Linked DNA regions of Rattus norvegicus: region 2 is linked to region 1. A link is a contact called in public Hi-C data. All regions are on one chromosome and are shown on one strand. The core of a region is the stretch at or near the end of the contact, and the rest is flanking DNA. Distances in the headings are between cores, read along the strand shown.

Region 1 (5,753 bases), core at 1,379-3,878:
ACCTGCACCCTGCCCCTGACCCCGCCCCCCCCCCCCATTCTCACCAGGTCACTGTATGCCAGTTCTCTTTATGTGTGGACAGACTCAGTGTGACTTCATAAGAAGCCCGTGATCTAGTCAAGATCTTGCCCATCCCTCCTTTTGGTAACGCCTTGAAATCGCTCTCACCTGGCCTCATACGTGGGGACAGTCCAGCAGGACGCCCGCTTTTCTGGGTGATCATATGCATCTGGAATGTAAAAGCGCCCAGTAAATCATTAAGCAGTGAGTCAGTGATTAACTAAGACCCCTGCCCCACCAACCCAGAGGAAGGGGGCCATGTCTCGTTTCTCTAGGCCCTCAACGCTAACTTTTGCCTGGTTGCTTCTGATAGCTATTAAAGATAAGGATCCTACGCCTTGCCTGGCCCTGGGAAAATGCTTCCCTTAGCCTTCCTCGGCCACCTCCAATGCTCCCCTCCTCTTGTGTCAGCCCCACCCCCACCCTGGATGCCCGCTTTTGATATTGCCTCACAACCCTCCAAGAATTCAGATCTTAAAAGTTTTAATTACGTGTGTGTGTGTGTGTGTGTGTGTGTGCGCGCGCGCGCGCTCGCGCGCTTGTGGCAGGTCTCTCCTCCATGATAGGAGTCCAGGGGACTGAACTCAGGTAGCGGGGCATGGAAGCTTGCTTCTTGGCCCATTAGTCCATTTTGCTGACCCATGGATTTAAGTATCAAGACCAGCAATTTCATGATTACAGATAAATTCCCAGGGGAATTCGGACATCTGGGGAGATCTTTATAGTAGTGATGTTTTTATCGGGAGGAAAATGGGCTATTATCTAAAAACAAGCACTTTTTTTTCTCTTGACATTAAAATTCCCAGATGGCCAGGCGATGGTGGTAAATGCTTTTAATCCCAGTACTTGGCAAGGCAGAGGCAGGCAGATCTCTGGGAGTTTGAGGCCAGCCTGGTCTACAGAGTGAGTTCCAGGATAGCTGGGGCTACACAGAGAAAACCCATCATGAAAAACAACTTGGAAAAAAAAATGTATGTGTTGTGTGTGTGTGTGTGAATACCTTATGTGACAGGAAACTGTGACGTCATTGCATAGCTTCTGTCCACTTCACAGTTGACCACCCAGAGGGAAATGCCAGGGAGAATGGTGGGGGAGGAAGGAGGCTTTTAGTGTATGTTGGAAATAGTTTGGGTGGTCGGCGCTGAGGCAGTGCTGAGAACCGAATTCAGGGCTACCAACCAAGCTACAGCCTTAAGTCCTTTCAATAAGTCCTACCTTGCAGTGGCCCACGTTTCATTACTAAGCGGCACCCATTGTCTGGCCTTATTTTGTTTTTAAATTTAAGTTGCTTTACCTTTTCCGGAACTGTGTAATCCAAGCCGACCTTGGCCAGTCCGTCCTCTTGCCTCAGCCTCCCGAGTAGCTAGGATGCTGGTTTTTCCAGAGTCAGGGGTTGGAAAACAAACCGCGTAGGTGTCCTGACAACGAAGCTTCCCCTCCAGCACCCACCGGCATTCAGGCATTACAACCATTTGTAACTCCAATGGCGGGAGATCGCACGCCCTCTTCTGACCACCTGGGGTACTGCATGCACGTGATGCATTTACATACATTTTCCGATGACTTCAGAGTAATGAAGAGGCGAGAAAGAATGTGAGAGAGAACACACCATGTTCTCTCCCCAAATCCAGGGTCCGGGTACCTATTCTATTTAAAAGACTTATGTAGGGGTTCGGGAGATGCATCGCACGCATGCCTTGCCCAGCAGGGATGAAGAGGGCGTCTGGTCCTGAGGAACTGGAATTGCAGATGACTGTGATCCACCATGTTGGTGCCGGGAATCGAACCCTGGTCCTCTGGAAGAAAACCAGTGGTCCCTAAAGGCTGAACTATCTCTCCAGGCCTCATCCTCATCCTTTTTAAGATTTTTGAGGTGGGCTGGAGGGATGGCTCAGTGGTTAGAGCACAAACTGCTCTTCCTGAGGTCCTGAGTTCAATTCCCAGCAACCACATGGTGGCTCACAACCATCTGTAATGGGGATCCGATGCCCTCTTCTGGTGTGTCTGAAGACAGCGACAGTGTACTTATATATAATAAATAAATCTTAAAAAAAAAAAGATTCTGAGGGCTGGAGAGATGGGGCTCAGCCTATCTGAAGCCCCTTCCATCCCCAGCACTGTAGGAACCCATGGTGGTGACTCACACCTGTGACCCCAGCACTCAGGCCGAGACAGGAGGGTCAGCACCCCTGGGCGTGCTCTGCAGGCTACCCCTAAGCCCCAGGTCCTGACACCTAGAATCAGTAGGGATGACCGTCTCCGCCCCGTCTCAGTCTTGCCCTGAGTAGCGGCAGGTGGTTCGTGGTGGGTCTTATACTGGAGAGGCGCATGTGCCCCGTGTTGCCAGGACACCTAAGCGGTTTGTTTTGCAACCCCGGGCGTTCCCACTCCTGCCCCGGTCACAGGGTGGGGGTGTGGAGTGTGTGACAGCATCGACGTGGGGGCTCGGTGGCTCCGCCCAGCTCCCCAGCCCCGCCGCCCCCGCTCCGTCCTCCTAGGTGGTTGAGCCCACACCACCCACCGCTCCGCCTTGCACACCCGCGCCCGAGCCGCCCAGCCAGCCAGAGCGGGCGGGCGGGCAGAGAAGGAAGTGAGCGAAGGGGAAAGAGAGGAGTGGAGAGGGGAAAGGGAGAAAGTGGAGGGGGAGGGCGGAGGATGGGAGAGGCGACTCCTAGGGAGAAGGGGGAAGGGGAGGGGGAAAGGGAGGGGTGGGGAAGGGAGAGGTGGAGGGGCAAGGGGGGAGTGGGGAAGGACGGAGAGGGGTAAAGGTGGGGGGTAGCGTCCGTCCGGGCGTCCGTCGGGCTGAGGGAGGCGTCTGGTGTTAGACGACAGCCGAACTCTGCTGCCTCAGTTTCCTCCCTGCCCCAGTGCTGGTCCTTCTGTCCCCGACGAGCCCCTGTCATTTGTCCCCACCTAGATACCACCACCATCATCATCATCACCACCACCAGGATGCCAGACTTGAAGGAGAGGGCGGCCAGGAAGGAGCCCGGCGCGGCAGAGAGCGCCTCCCGTGAATCCCGCGGGGGAAACACCCGGGAGAGCGCGAGCAGCGCCCAGGGGCACCGATCGCGTAGGTTCAACCGTCGCTCGAGCACGGCCGCCCTCACCCCAGGGTCCGCGCAGGGGCGCGGGGTACAGACGGCGCCACGAGCTCCCGTGGGCCACGGAGGACTGCGGACCGGCTTGACCTCCCGGTGTCCCCAGCCCTCCGCCCGAGCGAAGCTCCCCTCGGTCACGCGTGGGGCACCGCTTCCGCCATCCCCGGGAAAGGGCCACTTCGGCGCGACCCCGATCTCGCACAGGCTAGGTATCTGCTTGAGGCAGGGTCCCCAAGTGCGGGGACTGCAGGTCTGGACCACCCCTTCCCCTCGGTTCAAATGCTCCCGCGCAAGCGTTGCCATGGATTTCCTGCGATGCTCGACAGTTAGTCTGCCCCCTGTGGCCACAAGGGGTCACTGCTGCTTAATGCAGTGACTTGAGACAAGCCCCAGGTGTAGGGGGTGGGGTGGGGGGTGGGGTGGTTAGGGGTGGGGCTGTGCACCCGAATAGGAGTGGGGTTCAGGAAGTGCTGCTGCTGCTGCTGCTCCTCCTTTGGGAACCCCAGTTCTTACAATGGTTGGTTGCATCCATAGGTAAAATGACTCCTGAGTATATAATCCAATTCCTTTTGAAAAACCTTGGAACTGTGTATATTAGGCTGGCTTTGTTGTCTTGCAGTTTTATTTTTTGGGGCGGGGGGGGGCGATCTGGATTTTAAAGAAAAAAATTTTTTAAGATTTATTTATTATGTACACAGAGTTCCACCTGCATGTAAGAGGGCACCAGATCTCATTATCGGTGGTTTTGAGCCACCATGTGGTTGCTGGGAATTGAACTCATGGCCTCTGGGAGAGCAAACCGTGCTCTTAACCTCTGAGCCATCTCTCCAGCCCAATCTTAAAGAATTTTATAGCCACACTTTATCTCTACTTTTTGAGCCCTCCTAGTTTACATCTGGAGCTTGGCCCGGAGTGCTCTGGGTGGAATTTCTGGATGCTTCCTTGCAGCTGGAGGGTTCTTGAGGAGCCCCTGTGGCTTCAAAGGTTTCCTTTCACCTCGTTTGTGTACAGATTTGTGTCATTACCGGCTGTTTCGGCTGGGTTAATGAAGGGCTGCATAAGTGCGGGGTAGAGCAGGGGCGGTTCACGCTTGTTTTTATAAAAAGGTTTGTTTGCTTTTGTGTGAGCGGATGCCTTGCCTGCAGGTCTGTCTGTGCACCTTGTGTGTTCAGGGTCAGAAGAGGTGTCGGGGGGCCCTGAAACTGGAGTTACAGATGTCTGTGAGCCAGGGATGGCACCCGGTTCTGAGGAAAAGGCAGCCAGTGGTTTCACAGTAGGAAAATTCTGCCTTTCCAGGCTTGTGGAGGCATCTGAGTAGTTAAAGCTCTCTACCTACCCAGGCAGCCATGTGACGGTGGGAGGAGGGAACCTTTCTCTGGCCTCCTCACACGCACTGTGGTGTGCAATAGTAGTAACTTTTTTATTATTTTAGTCATATGAGCACACGGTAGCTGTCCTCAGACGCACCAGAAGAGGGCATCGGGTCCCATTACAGATGGTTGTGAGCCACCATGTGGTTGCTGTGGGAATTGAACTCAGGACCTCTGGAAGAGCAGCCAGTGCTCTTAACCATTGAGCCAGCTCTCCAGCCCAGAACATTAATTTAAAAAGACATATTTACAGAAGTAGTATGGCCGGCCGGCTGTCATCCTGAGCCCCCACTTAGCGTTCCTGGTTTGACTTTTATAGGCCTAGATGTGTATGGTTGTTAAGTAAAATTTTCTCCTTGTCCATACTTGACAGCACAGAATCGGCAGACTGTGATCTTTCTTAAAATCTTCTTGGAAATTTTACTAATCTGTGAAATCCTAAACTCTGGCAACTACTGTCTTAGAAAAGCAAATAACTTTGGTTCTCTGTCGGAAAGTAAGACTCATCGAGTTGAAAAGCTGCTCAATAAACAAGTGTTTATTTTTGCAAACCACAAATTGTTTCTTTGTAGCAGCTTTAAGCAGCCTTTTAAAGACTGTTATTTTTTTTTTTAAAAAGACTAAAGTGTATGTTTTTTTTTTTTTAAAAGACTAAATGTATTACCATGAGTACACTGTCACTGTCTTCACCAGAAGAGGGCATTGGTCCCATTACAGATGGTTGTGAGCCACCATGTGGTTGCTGGGATTTGAACTCAGGACCTCTGGAAGAGCAGTCAGTGCTCTAACCACTGAGCCATCTCTCTAGCCCAACAGCTTTAACTTTGAATTGGCTTCATTCTGTGCCTTCCTGAACTAGCCTTAGCCTTCATGCTGTCGGACTCCTCTGAGCATGTCTAGCCTGCCCCTGGGGGGCATACAAGTGACAGGTGGAGCGGACTCTGAGATAACCTGGGGGGCCTACAGGCGAGTGACCCTGAGGAAATTAAGACTGGTGTGGGTCGATAACTGTCCACCAGAAGTCCTTCCCGTTACAGGTCTGACGGAGAGAGTCCACGATGCTTCCAAGCTGGATTGCCACTTGGAAGATAGGAAATCGGCAAGCAGGTATCGGCTGTTAGTTTTCTGCCTTTGACTCCCTGACATCGTTATTTAGCACTGAAGGATTCTGGGGACTGGGAAGGTGGCTCAGGGAGGCTGACACTGTTGCCAAGCCTGACAT
Region 2 (5,596 bases), core at 2,424-4,923, 86 kb before region 1:
TGGCCATCCGACAGGTCCTTTCAGAGCTTGCCTTCATAGGTCTCCAGCCCGCCTCTCTATAGTGCCAGGCACTGCCCCTTAAAACTCCTCTCTAGGCTGGCGAGATGACGTATCAGGAAAGGCCCCGACCACCACGCCTGACAACCTCAGTTTGATTCCCAAGACCCATGGCATGGGAGGAAAGAACCAACCCCTCCAAGTTGTCCCCTGACCTCTACATACACACACGTACACACAACCCCATGCCCTCAGAGACCCAGCAATACAGTCCTGGTTTCTAGGTTGCACACTAAGACTTCCAAGATAGTTGGGGCTTCCGGCCTCTTAACTCCACTCTAACTAAGACGATTGTACTATATTGTCCTTGTTTTGAGACAGAGTCCCACTGTGTGGCCAGGGCTGGACCTAGAACTCTCAGAGATCCTCCTGTCTCTGCCTCCTGAGTACTGCGATCAAGGGTGTGTAGCCCCAGCTCCAGTGTGTTCGCACCGCTTTGTGAAATACAGTTGCACAGGGCATTTGACTTGCTGTTTGAGATGGAGTCCAGCGTGTTGCCCAGGCTGTTTTCTTTTCTTTTCTTTTCTTTTTTTTTTTTTTTGGAGCTGGGGACTGAACCCAGGGCCTTGCACTTGCTAGGCAAGCGCTCTACCACTGAGCTAAATCCCCAACCCCTCAGGCTGTTTTCTTAATCCTTGGGCTCAAGTGATCCTTCTGCTTCAGCTCCTGAATAGTCGGGGCCACATGTGTGCACCTTCACACCCAGCGACACTTGGTTTGAAATAATGGCTTGGGGCTGGAGAGCCAGCTCAGAGGTTAAGAGCATATACTGTCCTTGCAAAGATGTGGGTTTAGTTCCCAGCAGCCATACTAGGTGGCTCACATGGGTTCAACGCCATCCCCAGGGGGACCTGACCCCTCTGACCCCTCTGTGCTCACATATACACAGTCATACAAATAGCTATCATTAAAAATAGCAAAGTAAAAAATAACAGTTGAAGGGTCTTAGTGTGCAGCCCTGGCTGTCCTAGAACTCCACAGGTAGACCAGGCTGGCCTTACACTTGGAGACCCATCCACCTATGCCTCCTGAGTGCTGGGATCAAAGGTAAGTAACACCACGGCAGGTGAGACCCACAGACCCACGGTAGTGTTTGTTCCTCCACGTTAGAAATATTTCTTTTCCTCTGGGCCCGTGATCCCACCTGGCACTTAGCTGGAAGCAGAGGAACCTGGAGTTCAAGGCCAGCCTGGACTCTTAAGACTCCGTCTCCAAGGGGTTGGGGATTTAGCTCAGTGGTAGAGCGCTTGTCTATCGAGCGCAAGGCCCTGGGTTCGGTCCCCAGCCCCGAAAAAAAAAAGAAAAAAAAAAAAAAAAAGACTCTGTCTCCAAGAAGTAAACAACACATCATTGTGCAGTTTACCTTCTCTGCGTCTCTCGATGGACGGGCATCTCCTGCCCTCCCCTCAGGGTGATGCAGCATGCTGACACTGGCTCTGTGAGCTGGGGATGAAGAAAGTGCATACCTCACAGAGCCAGGGGCAAGGCATGCTATACTTAGTGCTTTGCCTGCACACTGGTGCTCGCCCGTTTACGCCAGCACCGCAGTGATATCACTTGCCTTTAGGATCTCCTGGTGGTTCTCAGAGGCGTACAGCCGGCCATCCCGCACTATATCTTCCACCAGCTGCTCATAGTCCTCTGTGAAGCCAACAAGGTTGGGGACTGAGCTGGGAACTGTGGTCTCCTGGTTCCCTCGCAAGTCCCGCCCACCTCGCCACCTCTCCTGTCCTTGCTCACCATCGTAGGTTACATAGGGAATCTGAAAACCACGCGCGCTGTTGGCCTCGCTGGTCTTGAAGTTGATCCAGAGTTTCCTGGACCGGGCGGTGAAGGCGATGGGCCGCTCGTATGTCTGGCAGGTCTCATACGTGGTGATGGAGGATGGGGAGGCTGGCAAGGCAAACATTAGGTCAGAAGAGTAGTAAGGCTGTGAGCCATTCTGACAGAGGCTCCCCCCGCCCCACAAACACACAGCTGGCTGCACACCCACTTCCACCATCAAGGCTGACTACTGCACAACCACATGTGTGTTAAAATTGACATTTACAGGATGAGAACAGCAGAGAGGCTAGGGTTAGACAGGCAGCAGCACTGGCAAACCAGCCCCAGGACTGGCTTCTTCACTGCAGCCCACCAAACCTGCCCCACATGTCCTCTGCTAGCTTCTGTCCCCCAAGGCTCCTATCCTATTTGCTCTCGTTGGTTCCCAACCAGATTCCAACCGCCCATGCCCGAGCCAGCTCTGCAGTCACCCACAGTTCTTTCTCATGACCAGGACGTCCCCACACTCGTCCTCGGACGGCAGGAAGATTTCAGGGACCACAATGAGGATCTTGCGCTTGGGTGGGGGGTTGATGTTCCAGATGCACTCCACACCAGCTGGGTAGTTACCCGGGTAGTTGGGAGACTCGATGTAGCCAGTGAACTCACCCAGCTCCCCGCCACACTGCCTATCTGCAGCCATAGCCCAGTGGGGAGAGCAAGAGAGAGATGAGAGTCAGTGGGGAGCCACGCTGAGCAGGCTGAAGAGCTGGAAGGTGGAGGATGGATGCGGATGGTGGACCATGCTCTTCGGGGTTCTGGGTCCACCCTCCTCCTTGCCCATCCGGTATCTAAAAAGATGCTACCGGCCTCACCCTGACAGCTGGCCGCGGCCCACCCACTCATCAACCCTGCTTCTGCTGCTTTACCACCACCCCCCTTTCCATGCACATGGTTCCAAGATCTCTCCCCACTTCCCACAGCCTCGCTGGCCGCGTACTCTTGCACTGGGCCACACTGGTAGAGCCATCGAAGTCCGTGCTTGTATTTCCTGGGCAGCGGGTGCAGAAGTTCTGGCGGAAGTCTGGCTGGTAGGAGCCCACAGCACAGCGGATACAGCGATGGATGCTAGTGTTGTAGTAGTGGCCCGGGGAGCACTGGACTGCAGGCCAGAGGGGAGAGGGCAGAAGCTGAGATGGTAGGAAAGTAGGCATCTGGGCCACAGAGAGGCAGGCATTTGTCACAGAGAATCCTGACATCAAAGACTCGCAAGTTTCTTAGGGTCCCTACCATTCCCAGCCATGGTCTAAGGCCAGGGAAGAGACTTTCCAGAGTGGCTGGCTACAGCACCCTCCTCTTCCTGCAGGCCATGAGCAGTGTCAGTCTGATATAGGAGCCCATTAGGGGACGGAAGGGAATGGCCACCCAATCTGGACGGGGTGTCGGGGTGGTTAGTCGCTTTGTATCCCCAGGGCTGGCTCTGAGAACAAGACGGAGTAGTTAGGCAGGCAGCTGGGTCTCCCCTTTTGGGGGTTAGAAGGTCGGATAACAGACGCAGGCCTGCAGAGGGGTTTGGAGATTTGTGGAGGGCAGCTGGGGACAGGGAGGCCCTCGGGAGTAAATATAACCTGCTCACCTTTGGTGTCACAGTCCTGGAAGGAGACTGCCCCCTCGTGCTTGGTAGTGAGGCCTCCGCCACAGGGGAAGCACAGGGTTCGTCCTGCTTCGGGCTGATAGGTGCCACGTGGGCAGGGCTGGCAGGGCTTAAATCCATCCCCTGAGTGTTGACCAGGTGGGCACTGACCTGCAGTGAAGCAAGGTCCCAGCTCTGATGGGGTTGACCCTGACTCACTCCATGGGATCACCCAGTCCTAGGGAGCAGAGGCTTACAAACAGGACATCAACTAGGACACTGGCCTGGAGCCTGGGCCTGCCCTTTGGGAAATCCCATGCCCATGGGCATCCCAGTGCCCACCCTCGCCCATTCTGTGTTGTTTGTTCCCCTGGCACCTGCACACGTGGTGACGTTGGTGGCTCCAAGAGGCCCGTGGGCATCACTCCCAGGGCAAAGGTCGCAGGAGAGCTGCCCTTCCCTCTCCTGGAAGGTGCCCGCTGGGCATGGCACACACTGCTCCGTCTGGCCGTGGTAATACGTTCCCTGCGGGCAGCTGACTGAGGGAGAGTCGGCCGCGCTAGCCACCCCCCATCTCCCACCACCCAGGCCTAAGACCCCCCTTCCCGCTCCTCTGGACATGGGAGATCTATTAGGGAACGAGCGGAATCCTGCTTGGAGAGATAGGGACGTCAAGTCTGTGTGCAGGAGAACTGCTGGCCCTGCCTGGTACCCTAGATTTCAGCCTAGGACTGGGAAAAGGAGGCCCGTGGACAGGGTCTTTGCTACCTCATGTTTTGAGAGCTTCACCTGAGGCAAGGGGTCCTGCTCTGCTCTGAGCCAGGGCCAAGCTGGGCTTCCCCACTCCCACCCCCTTGCCTCCCAGCCAGCTCCCTTACCACACTTGGTGCCTGCTCGGTGCTGCCCGGGTCGGCAGACCTCCACTAGCTCTGCTCGGTCCCCAGCTGCCAGGCCTGGCTTGTGGGCTAGCTCATAGTCAAGGCCGGCCAGACGCAGCAGGAACCGGTCCTGGTTGATGGACTTTCTGAGCATCTTCAGGGACCCTTTCAGCCTTCGTTCCATCCGCTGTCGGAGGCAAGTCAGCCCACAGCCAGCTAGTGATGGATGGATGGATGGATGGACGAGGAAAGAGCGCTCAGAGCAGAGGGCAGCGGACAGGGCAGCCCTGGAGCTTGCTACTTCCTGTTACACAGGCTCAGAGTTCAGATGCTCCCTCCCCTTGGCTTTTCTCTCTCTCTTGGATCCAGGCTGTGTCCCCTCCTCTTTGGCCCTCCACCCAACAATGTCCCTTGGCCTACCTGTCGTTTCTTCTGCTCTGACCTCAGCTTCTAATTCCAGGGTGAGTCGGGTAACCTCCTTGCCTGGAGGGGTCCGGGCCCGTCTGCCCTTGCCCTTCCGAGAAGAGTCACACTTAAGATGGATAAAGGTGACCTGGCAGTCAGAGCAGGAGGCACCACCTAGAAACAGAGGCCTTGTCAGCCCCAAACTGTAGCTCCTACTGTAGACAGAATTCTCCCTCCTGGCTCTCATTCCTCCGTCCACTCCAGTCAGCCCTGAGCCCACCTCTCAGGGCTCCAACCTCTCCTGGGCCTCTCCCATTTCTGCCCACAGCTCAGGGCACAGGTGAATGAATCACTGACAGAGGGGCCAAGAGATGGGGGGGGGGGTATGATTTGGTGGAAGCCATGGGAGGAAGGTTCAGACCTGGCCCCGGGGTTCTGCCGCTGGCCTCCTCCGCTTTGCCTTTGTTTCGCAGATGCAGACGACATTTGGCGTCCTTGATCTTGAAGGAGGCCCTCTGCTTGACTGGCAGCACTGCAGCCTCTAGAGGGGTGAGAGAAGTTAGCACAGCCAGGGCTAGGGAGGCTGCTGTGGGAGGGCGGCTGCAAGCTGAGCCATGAGGTTTAGCTGAAGCAGGATCATGAACGCCAAGGGCATTGATGGAAGGGCTAAGGAGCTAGGCTTCGAAGCCAGAGTAACACAGGAAATAGAGGGAAGGCAGGCCAGGAAGTGGGAGGGCTTCTGGGTAGATGCTCACCATGGCAGGAGTTGGAGATGGTGCTGTTGCCCGGGTGAATGGCTCGACCTGCAGCAGCTTTAGGGCTCGGGGTACCGCAGCTCACTGTGAATCCGTTCTCTGAC

The links. A called contact is a pair of places that touch in the nucleus more often than the background predicts.
Region 2: a Hi-C map of hepatocytes shows a contact between it and region 1, with 3 times the contacts expected there. The contact joins the enhancer-like site here to the promoter of Tcp11 in region 1. A contact is called at or near these places in 10 of 12 Hi-C or Micro-C datasets (the A7r5 cell line, the Rat2 cell line, Schwann cells and 5 more) and 1 of 1 datasets of contacts at active chromatin or transcription factors (oligodendrocytes).

What each region holds. Positions count from the first base shown.
Region 1 is chr20:6,134,520-6,140,272 of GRCr8, reverse strand. It overlaps Tcp11 (t-complex 11), which reads left to right and starts at 2,628. Exons shown (of 10, transcript NM_001007695.1): 1 at 2,628-2,650; 2 at 2,978-3,370; 3 at 5,569-5,638. The coding sequence starts at 3,013. LOC102552617 (a long non-coding RNA gene) reads right to left here and starts at 2,505. Exons shown (of 4, transcript XR_005497540.2): 1 at 2,207-2,505; 2 at 1,355-1,856; 3 at 169-229.
Region 2 is chr20:6,222,213-6,227,808 of GRCr8, reverse strand. Scube3 (signal peptide, CUB domain and EGF like domain containing 3) reads right to left here. Exons shown (of 22, transcript NM_001271362.2): 12 at 5,493-5,596; 13 at 5,159-5,278; 14 at 4,753-4,911; 15 at 4,333-4,548; 16 at 3,832-3,993; 17 at 3,458-3,625; 18 at 2,822-2,983; 19 at 2,317-2,514; 20 at 1,798-1,950; 21 at 1,619-1,698. All of the region lies in intron 1 of LOC108349039 (a long non-coding RNA gene), which reads left to right. Among named protein-coding and RNA genes, the nearest start is that of Zfp523, 20 kb to the left of the region's middle. Within about 2 kb of position 3,673, at least 2 of the 93 cell types and tissues checked have an H3K27ac peak or open chromatin away from gene starts, as enhancers often do. A contact at or near this core is called in hepatocytes and liver, where this site is marked.